2 separate regions of the Mus musculus genome follow, and region 2 is linked to region 1. Evidence: chromatin contacts called from public Hi-C data. All regions are on one chromosome and are shown on one strand. Each heading gives the region's core, a stretch centred on a gene start, on an enhancer-like site or on the middle of the called end of the contact. The rest is flanking DNA. Distances are from core to core; before and after follow the strand shown. Region 1 overlaps Sorcs2 (sortilin-related VPS10 domain containing receptor 2). Region 2 overlaps Sorcs2 (sortilin-related VPS10 domain containing receptor 2).

Region 1 (6,990 bases), core at 3,557-6,056:
ATGGGTCTATGGTGGGTGGGTAAGGAATGGATAAGCGAGAGCACATGGAGATGGAATGGGTGGAGGATGGACAGATAGACAGACCCTGCGTGCATAGTACAACTTCCTGTGTGACCCTGGTATGGTGGTTTCCATTGGAATGTCCCCTATAGGCTCAGATGTGTGGATGCTTAGTCACCAGGGAGTGGCAGTATTTGAAGAGGCATGGCTTTGTTGGAGTAGGTGTAGCCTTATGGAGGAGTTACGTCACTGAAGGTGGGCTTTGAGGATTCAAGAGTCCATGCCAGGTCCAGTCTCGTGTTCTATCTCTGTCTATCTGTCTCTGTCTCTCTTTCTATGTCTGTCTGTCTCTGTCTGTCTGTCTGTCTGTCTACCTCTCTGTCTATCTCTGACTCTCTGTCTCTGTCTCTCTTTCTATGTCTGTCTGTCTACCTCTCTATCTCTGTCTGTCTCTGTCTCTCTATATATATCTGTCTATCTCTCTTTCTATGTCTGTCTCTCTCTTTTTCTATGTCTGTCTACCTCTCTATCTATCTCTGTCTATCTCTCTTTCTATGTCTGTCTCTCTGTCCCTGTCTACCTCTCTATCTCTGTCTCTCTCTGTCTCTTTCTATGTCTGTCTGTCTGTCTGTCTGTGTCTCTCTGTCTGTCTCTGTCTGACTCTCTCTCTCTCTCTCTCTTTCTCTCAGTACAATGCCTGCATGCATGCCAACACACTCCCTGCCATGATGATAATGCACTAAACTTCTGAAACTGTAGGCAAGCTCCCAGTTAAATGCCTTCTCCTCTGAGGGCTGCCTTCATGATGATGTCTCTCCACAGCAACAGAACAGTGACTAAGACACCTAGGAATCCCACTGGGCCTATTTCCTCATTCGGATTAAGAGGAGGAGTCATTTCTCCCCTGGTCACCTGTCTATGGGGATGGAACCTACTGACTGTGACCTCACTACATCATGGTGACCTATGACTTTCACTCCCTTTTTTTTCCAATAACTGAATATCAGGATCAACCAATAACAGCTGCCCCTCTTTTGTGACAGGCTCCCAAGAGACCACTGGCTGTGTCTGCGATCTTCCCATAGACGTTGGGTAGGGGAAAGGGTGCATTGCCAGGCAGCCCTGTGGTGAGAAAGAACCGAGTGCTTTGGGAGAATCACAAGCCCCTGCTGAGACTATGATCACCTGGGGTACTTTGCAGACAGACGGGGACCTCATTGCAACCCGACAACATTGTCAGCATTACTGGATGGGCCCAAGCCTCACTCACATCAGAGCTCTTAGGGGGACAGTGTGAGCTAGCACTGGGAAGACTCTTGCTTGACTCACCAGCCTTGGGGCTAGAAGAGTGTGATGGGACACAGGTGCTTTGAGAGCGGGGCAGGTCTGAATTCTGAATGGGACTTGTTTGGTGGGTGTCATGCATGGCTTGCCATTCTCATCAACTCTCAGCTCAGAATCAGGATATTCCCTGATGACTCTCACAGCAGGCAGCACTCAGAACCATGGCTGTGAGATTCACTCCTGAGCTTTGGGCCTGTCATTCAGACCCTGGGTCTGACTTGCATCATCAAGATAACCATCCTGTTATCTTCATCACTAACACCGCAATCATCACTTCCATCACCAGCATCCCCTTCACCACCACCACCACCACCACCACCACCACCACCACCACCACCACCACCACCACCACTACCACCACCACCACATCATCATCGTCATCATCTCATCACCACTGTTACTGTTACCATCATTGCTCCATGGAACACCCACTGTCAGACTCCAGCCTTCTCATTTATAGGCAGCACTCAAATATACCTTCACAACAACTCTTCAAGGCAGTGTTGGTTATTTCTCATCTCATGAATGAGTACATGGCAGTTCAGAGAAGTTGACTGACTTGTCCCAGGTCACACAGCAATTCAGTAGAAGAACAAGGATCCCAACAGTGATAGGTCTGGTATCCTAGGTGGGGCTTTGACCTAGAAAGGGGAGGTGCAATGTCCTGGCTCAAGCCCTAGCTCTCAGGGAACAGAGTGAGCTTTCTGCAATCCAGTCACCATACAACACTGATTTGAGACGCTGTCCATGGGCGGGAGGCTGTGCTCGGGAGGACTGAGGACCTGAGCATATGATGGACACAGACGTGAGGCGGGCCATCTGGGGAGCACAGCTGTGTGCTCACACTGGGGTGGACCTGCAGGCCTTGGGGCTCAGACTTGGATCCTGGAGTCACGGGGCTAGAACAGCTCTGGGAAGCTGAAGCTTGAAGATAGCCTTGTTCCATCTGCAGTGCAGGAAACATCTCTGGCCCCACAGAGTAGAAACCTGCATGGGAAGACAGGCTCCCAGTGCCATGGCAGCAAGGGACTTAAGAGAATGTGGGATGGGGTGGAGGACTACGATTGGGATGTAAAGTGAATAAATAAATTAAGAAGAAGGAGGAGGAGGACAGGAGGAAGAGGAGGAGAAGAGGAAGAAGAGGAGGAGGAAGGGGAGGGGAAAAAGGAGGGGGAGGAGAGGAAGAAGGAGGAGGAGGAAGAGGAGGAAGGAGAGGAGGAAGAGGAGAGGTGGGGTGAAGCTTTTACTTGGTCAGTGGAGATCACAAGCTGGTGCTCTGTCCCCAAAGGATAGTGCTGAGCTTGGGTCATAAGGACGCTGTCCCAGGCATCCATGACATTTACATCATTTCCATTCAGGTGGACATCCCTAGCGGACTCTCCAAAGAGGGTTCTGAAAGTTGGACAGCATTGACCGTTCTGCTCTTTGAAGCTCTCATCTGAGGGTGGGAGGAGCCCCAGTGGCCTTCCTGGGACATGGCCTGAGGGTGCATCTGGGGACTTACCAGCTCCAGCAGCTGAGCGCTTCACTTCTTTATGACCTGCATCCACCAGGTCTGCAAAGAGCGCACCAATGTCACTTCAAGTACATAGCTGCTGTAAGGAGCAAGTTATATTCCCCTCTGTGAGGGGGATTGCAGGTGAGCATCCCCCCCTTCAGTGTTTCCTGTATATTCTATAGTGAGTCTGTGTGTTTATAAAAGAACAAAATACCGTCTCGAGAAGTGCCTGCTGGTCTCAAGCACAGGGCCCCTGGGATGGCAGCAGCATTAAAATCAGCGGAAATGAGAAAACTCTAGCTCCAAGCTCCCTAAAGATACTGCCATCCCATCCTCACGATGGCAGAGGGAAGTCTGTGTGTCGATGCCTGGGGAGATGTCATGCCTTTCCCTGCATCCTGGGGGAGCCACCAACTTTACACTGTGAAGAGAGGAGAGATTGATATAGTTCTCCTGCATTAAGAGAGAAGCTTTGGGGGAGCAGAGACTGAGCCGGGAAGGTAAACACTGGTGTCCTGGTAGTGGGAGGGTTCTGCTCCAAGTGGGAGAACAGCCAGAGTCTGCCTCCAGCCTTGCTCCAAAACACAGACACCAAACCTGTGCACCAGACCGCAGAGAGCATAGTGTGTGTGTGTGTGTGTGTGTGTGTGTGTGTGTGTGTGTGTGTCACACAGTGAGAAGCTAATGAGGGTCACTTCCCTGGTACTGAGTCCAGGCCTGTGTGCCCTTTTCACTCTGTTTCTGTAGAGGGTAAGCAGCAGCATGGTGAGGACCTTGACCTGGGACACTAGTACATCAGGTGCCTGACCCTCAGTCAGAAGTTGCAGGTGAGGCTGGGCTATACACAACCATAGCCGGGCTTCTGTCAGCCCCAACTCCTCCAGCCCCCATGTCTGCTTCCCTCTGCCAGGCTAGCCCACTGGCCAGTCTCTCTGTCTCTTTGTCTGTCTGTCTCTCAGCTTTTGCTTACCCTTTAGCCTCTCACCAACCCCAGAGAACATGGTCTGAGTACAGTTTCAGGCACTCCTATGGAGAGGATACTCCCACAAATCCTCACTCCACATTCAGTAGCTCAACCCATCACACTGATAGATAGATGACCAATCTGCCCATATGACCCTCCGCAGCCTCAAATCCCCCAATGGCTCCCTTGCACTAAGACCCAGGCCACCTTGTTAGTGAGGCACTCAAGGCTTTCTGCCCAGCCACCGGCAACCAAAAGTGGGTGTGCCCTCCACTTTCCTAAAAAGCCCCAGTCCCTCAGAACACAAGGGTTTTGGTGTACCTTCTCTGACAGGAATAGCATCTCCACAGATCCACAAACATCCCACAATGACTGTCACAAAAAACTTCCCACCTATCCCAGCCCACAGAGCCTTCTCCAACTTCTCCAGCCATGACAACTCTTCCATGAAGATTGGTCATCTTACAGAATTCTGATGTCACTTGACAGTGAAGCCATTTGCATCCATTCTGCTGATCTAACCAGGAAAGTTCCAAACTGTACAAACTTAGCCAGTTCACTGTGGTCCAGCATAAACACTCCTGTGCACCATTGATGAGTGAGTTAATGCTGGTTTTAAAAACACTGAATAAAGACACTAGACACTCAGCCATGGACCAGTTTGGACTCTGTGAGGAGTCCAGGTATCATGGGGGGGGGGGGGGCGGGGTCCCTGCTGGAAGTTTCCTCCCACCTGTCTGCAGGCTTCAGGTACAGTGTGGGAGGCAGATTTCACAGCAGGCTGGTGAGCATGAGGCCCCCACTGAAAGATTAATCAGGTCATTTGTATGCGCACAGCAGCGACCCAGGACAGCGAATGAGAACAACAGCATCTCCCCAGATCTGTCAAACTTTCCTTCTTACCATTTCTAAATTCAATAAGCACAAGCCACTGGCCTCATCCCCCAAAGTTAAACAACAGATTGCTTTGCCAATCTCAAACATGTACAGTTCTAGCCAGGACAAGGTGCAAGCTCAGCCTGCTAACCCCTGAAACCTTTGGGTCCAAAGCTTCTCCTGCCCCACACCAGAGATCCCAACACACACACACAAACACACACACACACACACACACACACACACACACACAAACACACACAAACACACACACACACACCTCACACATACTGTGTGTTGGCATCTCTTCTGTCAATCTCTGCTCAAAACGTGATTTGAGCTCTAGAAGCCCTCTCATTGGCCCCTGTCCCCACAGTCAGCTGCAATGTACATCCTAGACTAAAAACCCAGTCCCTCACACAAGGCTATTTCCTCTGAATGACCAGGCTGTGCAGTTCATCCTAGTGACTCAGGGATCAGGGTTCTGGAGCCCATGTTCCTACAGTCTTTCATTCAGAAAGACACTCAGCCACTATGGCCAGACTGAGTCATGAGGCCAGTTTCCTTGGCCAGGTGCCTGGCCGCTGTCTCCCAGTCCTGGGTCATGTACTACCAGTGATTCAGTTTCCTTGTCCGTTTACTGGGTCACTGTCCCACTGCTATCCTGTAAGAGGCACAGACCATAGGCCAGCACTCTCAGCGCCACGGCACTCAAAATCCTCATCTTTAATGATCCTTGCCTTCTGTCCATTCTATGTAGGAAGAAGCTGAAGTCCTGGAATGTGGGTCACTTGCTTGGGACTCCTCTGAGTTGTCATGAGGATGCTGTGATGGGCGGTTTGACCCAGTGAGTGCCCACTCTAAGCAATCATTTCCCATTCCACTCAACAGCTGTTCCAGGCAGATTCGGGAATCAATAGCGGCCTTTATCCACCGAGTTCCCCTCAGTGCCAAATCTGATGCTGGGTACAGAGTCCCCAAGTCTCAAAAGAAGTGGGTCTGCCCCTGAAAGTCTCTGCGGGGGCAGGAGCAGGTATGTGAACTTCAGGGACTTATATGGCACACAGGAAGACAGGATGACAGAGGAAACAAAGATGGCCACACTCTGTCTGACTTCCTATATACCAGTGGCTGCTATCCCTCTGCAAGAACATAAGACAAAGCTGGCACTCCTTAGCGTCACGGTCATTGAAGCCAGACTTGAGATGACAATAGCCTTCTGCCCATTCTGCAGAGGAAGAAACTGAGGCCAAAGCATCATGGCCCAGTTCCTGGGTAGGGAGCTAAAATGAATGTAGGCTCCCCATTGACTGTTCTGTGGGCTCTTTGTGAATTGGCAGCCTGGCTAGATTTCAAATCCCCTAGAAAAGAGGCTTCTGGGGTGTCTATGAGGGTGTGTCCAGGGGTCTAACTGAGGAGAAAAGACTCACTCTGAATGTGGCTGGTACAATTCCAGGGGCTGACATCCTATACTGAGCAGAAAGGAGAAGACACACTGAACACTGGCATTCACCTCCTTCTCTGATGACTGCTGACACAAGGTGACCAACTGGCTCAGACTCTGGCCACCATGCCTTTGGACTGTCCCCTCAGACTACAGAGTCAAATAAAACCCTTTCTTTCTCACCTTGCTTCTTGTTAGTTGCTTCTTGCCTCTCTGATCACAGCAAAGAGAGAAGTCAGATCATGTCTTCCCATCTCACAGTTACTGGAGCTCAGAAGGTACAGAGCGCAGAACCAGATTCAAATGCTCTCCCCTGATGTCTCTCCCCAAGTTTGTGCTCTGCCCTTCCTTGAAAGCTCACTTCATTCCTCAGAGCCATGTACCAGGACAGATAAGGAGCCCATCAGAGGGAAGACACAGGGAAACTGAGGCAAGAAGAACAACAATCCCAGAGGTCTCTCTGTGGTCCTGGGGGTGAAGAGACTAGTCGGACTACATGGGCTGTGGACACAGGGCATGGGGCATGGGGCTTGAGGCTGAGGCTCCTGGGTGGGTCCTGACATGGACTCAGAGGTGCTGGACTAAGTACCGTGTCTGAGGGTCAGGGCTGTACCCCTAGAGGATGACCACTTGCTGTGGGGACAGAGGATAGGTACCACGCTTTAGGTGTTCTCGCCAGCATCCCCAGCATGGTCACTGATAGGAGCCTCTGGTATATAACCATCAGCATCCCATTTCCTCTTCTGTCTCTCCCTGTCGCCACCATTCCTACTTTGGTACCTCATGGCAGCCCTTGAGTTCCTGGAACACTGATCATAGCCATTCAACATTTCCCCTGGTAACCATACAGCATCTGCAGCCATC
Region 2 (6,707 bases), core at 2,446-4,945, 150 kb before region 1:
GTCTTCAGGAGGAGACAAAGGGTTGAACCAGAAGTTGGCAGAGCACTTGTTGGCAGTGGACTCCGAGGAAGATGAGCGCTCAAACCCGTAGTCACTGGGAAGGGAAAGCTGGGTTAAAAGGTAAGAGTAGAGGGAGCAGCTAGGGTGGAGAACCTTACAGCACAGGTCTAGAGGTGTCCATTTGTGGGGACATGGGTGAATCCACAAGTTTAATCCAGAGAACAGATTGAACAGACTAGCTCCATTCCAGTCCAAGGAGGCTGAAAATGAAGTAGAGCCTGGAAGGCTTCCTGGGGGAGGTGAGTGACACTCAAAGGATGCCAGGGAGAGAGGGGGAAGCAAGGAGTGGCTGTTGGCTGTGCAACCAGGGTCAGCTGCCCTGGAAAGGACACAGGAGACCTGAATGTGGGGTGCTGGGTAGAGAGTGTGAGGCAGGATGGGAGTGGAGGCTTTGCAAACGACATTGTCACAGGGTAGTATGCCTTTGAGTAGAATGAATCCTAGAGGGAGCAGAGGGCTAGGTGAGTGTATCTTGCTCCCATGATGCCCCAGGGTAGAGGCGGCAGTGTGTGTCTGGAGATCTTCCTTGAAGGACACTGCGACCTCTGCCCTGGTTCTGGGGACAAGGTCGTCATGAAATAGAGGTGCTGGAGGAGCCAGGAGGGAGGGACAGTGCTCACCAGAGGAAGTCGGAGTCCCGGCACTTGCACACACGTGACGTGAGTGCTGATGTGAAGCTCCGTCCCTTGACACACCAGGATGTGGACTTTCTCTTCCGGTAACTTCTCTGTTGGCCCATGATGCAGTGATCACCCTGTAGCAAGAACACTAGGATGAGGAACGGACAGAGGACGGTGACAGCTGTCACTGGCTTGTCCTGTGGCTCCTGCCCTGGTGGCAGCTGGGGTGGGGGCATTTGCCTCCTTTGACAAACAGGGAAACTGGGGTTCAAAAGAACTTGACATATCAGTCAACTGGCTCAGCTTCCCTCATCTCAAGCCTTATGGCTGGCCCTTGATGGTCACAGAACAGCTGGACCAGGGTTGTGAATAACTGGAGATGAGCTGTGTCTAGAGGGCTCCTGTGGACACACAGGAGATTCTTAGACTATGCTTGGAACAACACTGCCCTGATTCCAATAACAGGGCCCCTGGTAGTGATGGGACAGAGTTGTCAGGGACTCTGGAATCTTTTCAAGGCTCATTTGAGCACTTTCTTGTAAACCAGTTTCTGCAGAGAGCTGTTGAGTCACTAGCCAGAGTATCCTCCATGTGCGAACTCTCGATGCTCGATTCCAGCTCCTGGTTGACTTCAGCTACTGCCCTAGCTAGTGGCTCAGGCAGAGTCTCTGACTCCAGGTGTCTCCTCTTAGGAATTTTCCATCTTTCTTGGCTACAAATCTCCACTTGCTATTCTGGCTCCCTGGTCTTTAATAAACTCCTCCAGGCTGACCACAGAACCTTCAGCAGGTGACACTAAATCACACCCACTCACAGTCCCCAGGTACCCACTGAAGTGTCAGCTTCTCTTGTTCCACCCTCCAGGAGCTGACATGGGGCCTTCATGTTCAACCCAAGGTGCGAAGGTTAGACATTGATGATGCATTATAACATAGGACAGCCTCAGACCCTGATGTCATATAGTCTTTGCCCATCTCCCCATAAGCAAAAAAGTTCCAAATTATATCATGGAGACCTCCGGGCTGAGGGTGAGGCTCAAGCCCTGCAGGTGCTAGGGTCATTAAGAACTGCAGATCAGAGCAGCTACAGGTACGAGGATGGCCCACAACATCCTTGAGTGGGAAGAGGTTGGCACCTGTGAGGTTCCCTGGAAGAGGAAAGGGCCCTGTGGCTGCAGGCGCATGGCCCACCTGGAGGTCAGTGAGGTCCCAGGAGCTGTAGTCATCCTCGCCACACTGCCGGGGGAAGGAGGGCCGGAAGTCAACCTTGACCAGCTCCCAGTCAGAGCGGAAGCTGATGTGACCAAAGACCCTGAGGGGAGAAAGAAAGACACTTCAGATGGACCCTTCCCTGATGACCAGACACTCAGGTTCCCTGTACCACCACCTGTAATAGCTCTCCTGGTCAGTAGGATTCGAGGATGTGACATGTCATCCACTGGCCTTGGCCTGATGTTATCGTCCTCAGAGTGATTGCTGTTTGTGGCATGCTGATTGTACTAGAGCAGGTTATCCATCCAACCCATGCAATCCCCTTTCTGCCAGGGTAGGCTCCCTGCCTTCTTGGCTGCCACAGACCTTTCCATAGCCTACACACCAGACACTTGCTTTGGGTGAGCAGGAGCCAAGTCTCGTATTATCTGATGTCTCCTTGCCTTTCTGCCAGCCTGCCTCTGCCTACCATGGGATTGGTTCCAGGCAGGGCTGGCACTCCAGAGAGATAAGTCACTGTAAGGCTTGGACAGTGAATGAAAGGGTCCCATGACAGACAGCGCAATGCATCCCACTGAGCAGAGAAAGGGACAGAGGGCGGCCAGCCGCACAGGAAGCACCATGATGCATGGAGGCTAGGCGTGCTCAGCTTGGTCTGAGACCAGCGTTGCACACTGGCTTTGGCTCCTCCCATCCAACTGTCCTGCAGACCATGGGTGGCCTTGTCTCGGAAAACCTGCTGTTCAGATGGGTGTTCCTCTTGTCAGAGCTCATTGTCACCTTGACAGGCAGCTAGAGAGAGGGGTTCCCACATTTCTGTCCATCTCCTTAGGGCTCACCGTATCCTGTGAGGAATGTATGCTGATCGCCCCAGATTTCAGAGGGGAACAAGACTAAGGAAGGGCCCCACCCAGGGTGATACATGGGTTGGCAGCTCACAATTGTGAGGCTTGGCCTTCACCATGGCCAATTAGCCTGAGTGTGATAGCCGAGCATCTCCTGTATGGGAATGTCCCATACTCTACATTCTGAGCTCAAGCAGAGAAGCAAGTTGGTCCAGCTAATCCCATCTCTGTATGCCAGTTCCTGTCTGTAAAGAAACCTTAGTTCCTACTGTGGGCATCTCTTATCTAGTTGAACGGTTCTAGCAGGATAGGCCAAAGGGCCACTGACTACTTGGCAGAGAGCAGGAAATGTGGGCCATGCTGTAGAATGTATTACTGGCTCCGCCCTAGGGATGGCCTGTAGCCCTGCTAGGCTGAAAGCCCTCATAGTACAGCCCAAGGCTGGGACCCTCTGTCCTGTGCTGTGCTGTGGGCAGTGCTGGGAACAATGTCCTGACAAGGTAACTGGGCAGCTTAGATGTGACCTCTGGGTGGATGAAGATAAAGGTTCCATAAGGGTGGGGCTCTGTCCTAAGCTCAGACAGAAAAGTTTTTCATTCTGCCAGCCTGTGTCACGTGAATGATCTCCATGCCCACTGAAATTGGAAGCTGTTTGAAGATGCAGCCTTGTGAAAGGCTTCGTAGGAACCTTGTGGCGCTGTTTAAAAACTTAAAACATGAACGCGCCTGCCTGTGAACTTTGCAGCTTTCTCCAGATGAATGCCGGCTGCAGGGATGAAAGCTGCATTTGGGACCAGACCCGGATCTGAGGACCTTGGCTGCACAAAGCACGAATGTCCCAAAGCAGCCACAAAATGCAGACTACAAGATGAAGTGAGGTGGAGGAGGGGAGGGGATGTGCTCAGGGCAGAGATGGCCCTGTGGTGGGGCCGGGCTGGGGAAAGCGGAGGCTGGGAACCCTGCCAGCTTGCTGGAGCTCTGAGAGCCCTGTGAGGGCTGTCGCCTTTGTTGCTAGCCCTTGCTTTGCAGGTTTAGTCCAGCAAACTGTTCAGCCTCCTTGTAAAGAGGCCAAGGAACCAGGTTGAGTCTGCCCCAGCCCAGACTTCCTCACCTGCTTTTCTTGACAAATACCAAGCACCATAGCCCTGACCTCCCCTGCTGTCCCACACCACAGCCTTCACACAGACAGTTCACACAGACTGGGGAAGCATGAGCCCCCACCCCTATCCCCTGCAGGGTCATTGAAGGCCACAGCATCATGGAGCACCTGACCAAGAACAACCTGCTTGCCTCCCAAGCTGCTAAATAGAGGGTGACTGGGACTATCTCAGCCTTCCATGCCTGGTGCTCAGCTCTTCTGGGATACACATACTACTTGTGTCCTGTAGTAGGACTTGCCCTGGCTTTCTGCTAGCCACCCAGAAAGGAGGATGAGAGGTCATCACCACAGTGGGCTTTCTCACTGCAGCCTGACTGTGGAAGGAACTACATCTGCTTCTGGGGGGGGGGTCATGGACATTCTGTATGGATTCCAGGGGGCTGTGGTCACTCCATGGAGGTACTGGGATGCTCTGTGGGGTTCTGTAGGGGTCACGGATGCTCCATGGGGCTCTCTGGACACTTCATGGGACTCTATGAATGCTCCCTGGGGCCCTGAGTGGGGAGAGGCATGCAGGCTACATCACCTCCCCAGCTTTTTTCCTGGCTGTCACTGGCCAGTGCAGGCAGCAGATGTGCCTGCTAGCCAGGGTGAGAGGAGGAGCCACTGGCCTAGTAGCAGGAAGCAGAGGCCCAGTATGAGGTCACCTCCTGGGAGTGGCTCTGACCCCACCCCCCCACCCAGTGCTGTGGGCAGTGCTGTGGTCTTCCTCACATCAGATGTGCCTGTTTCACCCACGTCCCCTTCCACACTCACGTCATGACCAGCGTCTCATCCCCTGGCTCGCTCAGCAACCCATCCACGAACACTGAGGTGCTGGTGAAGTTGTGTGTGCTCCACGTGTGGCCCTCATCCACGCTGAACCTGTTAAAGGCCACCAGTGTCCACAGAGCGGCATGGTCTTACTCCTTTCTAAGATGTTCTACCTCCCATGCCTGACTCCTATCCACCAGAGACCAGTTCTGGGACAGCTCAACACCTAGGCCACAGCTAGACCACATCCCCCCTCTCTCCGGTAAGACCACCTGCCAGCCACATGGCATCCTTGACTAATCAGCAATGAGAAGGACTGGTACCACATAGGCACTGTGCCCCATGAATAGCAGGGACAGCCGAGCCTTAGAAACATCCAGGAATAGCATGCAAGGCTTGATCACAGCTCAGGGTTCCTCTGTCAGTGACATGTTAATATTACAGAGATATTACCTCCCAGGACACACAGCTATCTTTTCTTTTCTTTTCTTTTCTTTTCTTTTCTTTTCTTTTCTTTTCTTTTCTTTTCTTTTCTCTTCTCTTCTCTTCTCTTCTCTTCTCTTCTCTTCTCTTCTCTTTCTTTCTCTCTCTCTCTCTCTCTCTCTCTCTCTCTCTCTTTCTTTCTTTCTTTCTTTCTTTCTTTCTTTCTTTCTTTCCTTCCCTTCCTTCCTTCCTTTCTTTCTTTCTTTCTTTCTTTCTTTCTTTCTTTCTTTCCTTCCTTCCTTCCTTCCTTTCTTTCTTCCTCTCTCTCTCTCTCTCTCTCTCTCTCTCTCTCTCTCTCTCTCTCTCTCTCTCTTTCTCTCTCTCTTTTCAGACTAAAGTGATACTGGCTGCCTGGATGTTTCCTAGCTCTGCCTCCTAAATATCCATGTTACCCTGTCCTCAATTTGTCAATGGGTCTTTCAGCTATCTGAAGCTTCAGTTGAACCACCTCTTACCTGGGCACCCACTGGCTTCCTTATCTGCACTCCCGGCTCTATTCCTCTGTTAACAGTTTTTTACTGATACGTAAGAGTGTCTCTCTGGACTCCTGAGCCCCCAGCACCCTTCCAAGTTACCATAACTAGGCTATGTATTTTTTTTCATCCTGAGTGCAACATGGTCCATCTCTGGGGCACCTCAGAGGGTTGGGAGGCATGAGTCACCCCAGTGTTAGGCTCCCAGGGCACTGTTCTAGTCTACTCTGTGCCCACATGCCTGCCCTCTGCCCACATGTCCACCCTCTGCCCACATGTCTGCCCTTTGCCCACATGCCTGCCCTCTGCCCACATGTCCACCCTCTGCCCACATGTCCACCCTCTGCCCACATGCCTGCCCTCTACCCACATGCCTGCCCTCTGGCCCATGCTCTCACTTGAGGATCTTCAGGGGGATGGAGGTGTCCTTGATGGCGGCAATGACACCACCGTGGTCCAGGTACAACACATGGTGCTCTTCCTCAAAGACCTGCAGGGTGACATATACTCTTAGGTGAGACCCCGACAAGGCTAGCAGAGCCTCCAACACCCCCATATCCACCCCTGACTTAGCACACGAGGGGTTTGGCAGACAGTGGCCATTTCTCTACCCTGAGGGATAGAGGAAACAGTGGTGTGTACACTCACCACCCTTCCCACAGAAACCCAGGTCAGCAAAGGGCCCAGCAATGAGGGAAGCACAGTGCCCAGGTCTGAGGTCAGGATGAGCCCCAGGCCTATGTGGGGTGTAGTAACAGAGCCTGGGTCCTTAATACCACTGCCACCAGGTGGGTGTGGCCAGCGCTGGCTCCCTGTAGTCCCAGCCTCACTAATCCACAAGTGCCATCATACTTTCCAGCCAGGAAGTCATTGGAGGCAGATGACTCTGAGCCCTCTGTGGCCATCTCAGTGGAGGTCTGAGCTGGGTATCAGGGGCCCTGGCATCCAATGAGTACATGAATGAATGGCCACCATATGGATGAATTAATGAATGGGTGCTCTGAGGGTAAATGAATGAATGCCCCCTGAGGGTTTGCTGGGGGAGACAAAGGTATCTTGATAGGGTCCACCTAGGAGGGACAACCATGCTAGCCACAGTCATA

Evidence for each region. Hi-C and Micro-C count contacts between places; a contact is called where the count stands out from the background.
Region 2: a Hi-C map of embryonic fibroblasts shows a contact between it and region 1, with 12 read pairs. The contact joins two enhancer-like sites. A contact is called at or near these places in 1 of 15 datasets of contacts at CTCF or cohesin (large pre-B cells), 2 of 484 Hi-C or Micro-C datasets (embryonic fibroblasts and uterus) and 2 of 115 datasets of contacts at active chromatin or transcription factors (embryonic stem cells and large pre-B cells).

The regions. Positions count from the first base shown.
Region 1 is chr5:36,183,260-36,190,249 of GRCm38.p6, forward strand. All of the region lies in intron 2 of Sorcs2 (sortilin-related VPS10 domain containing receptor 2), which reads right to left. It overlaps Gm31945 (a long non-coding RNA gene), which reads left to right. Exons shown (of 5, transcript XR_003955889.1): 2 at 2,703-2,983; 3 at 3,590-3,669; 4 at 5,574-5,715; 5 at 6,139-6,308. Among named protein-coding and RNA genes, the nearest start is that of Gm31945, 7.3 kb to the left of the region's middle. Within about 2 kb of position 4,807, at least 44 of the 459 cell types and tissues checked have an H3K27ac peak or open chromatin away from gene starts, as enhancers often do. A contact at or near this core is called in embryonic fibroblasts, where this site is marked.
Region 2 is chr5:36,037,441-36,044,147 of GRCm38.p6, forward strand. Sorcs2 (sortilin-related VPS10 domain containing receptor 2) reads right to left here. Exons shown (of 27, transcript NM_030889.2): 13 at 6,003-6,094; 14 at 4,652-4,759; 15 at 1,871-1,991; 16 at 681-814; 17 at 1-94. Among named protein-coding and RNA genes, the nearest start is that of Gm52811, 44 kb to the right of the region's middle. Within about 2 kb of position 3,696, at least 59 of the 459 cell types and tissues checked have an H3K27ac peak or open chromatin away from gene starts, as enhancers often do. A contact at or near this core is called in embryonic fibroblasts, where this site is marked.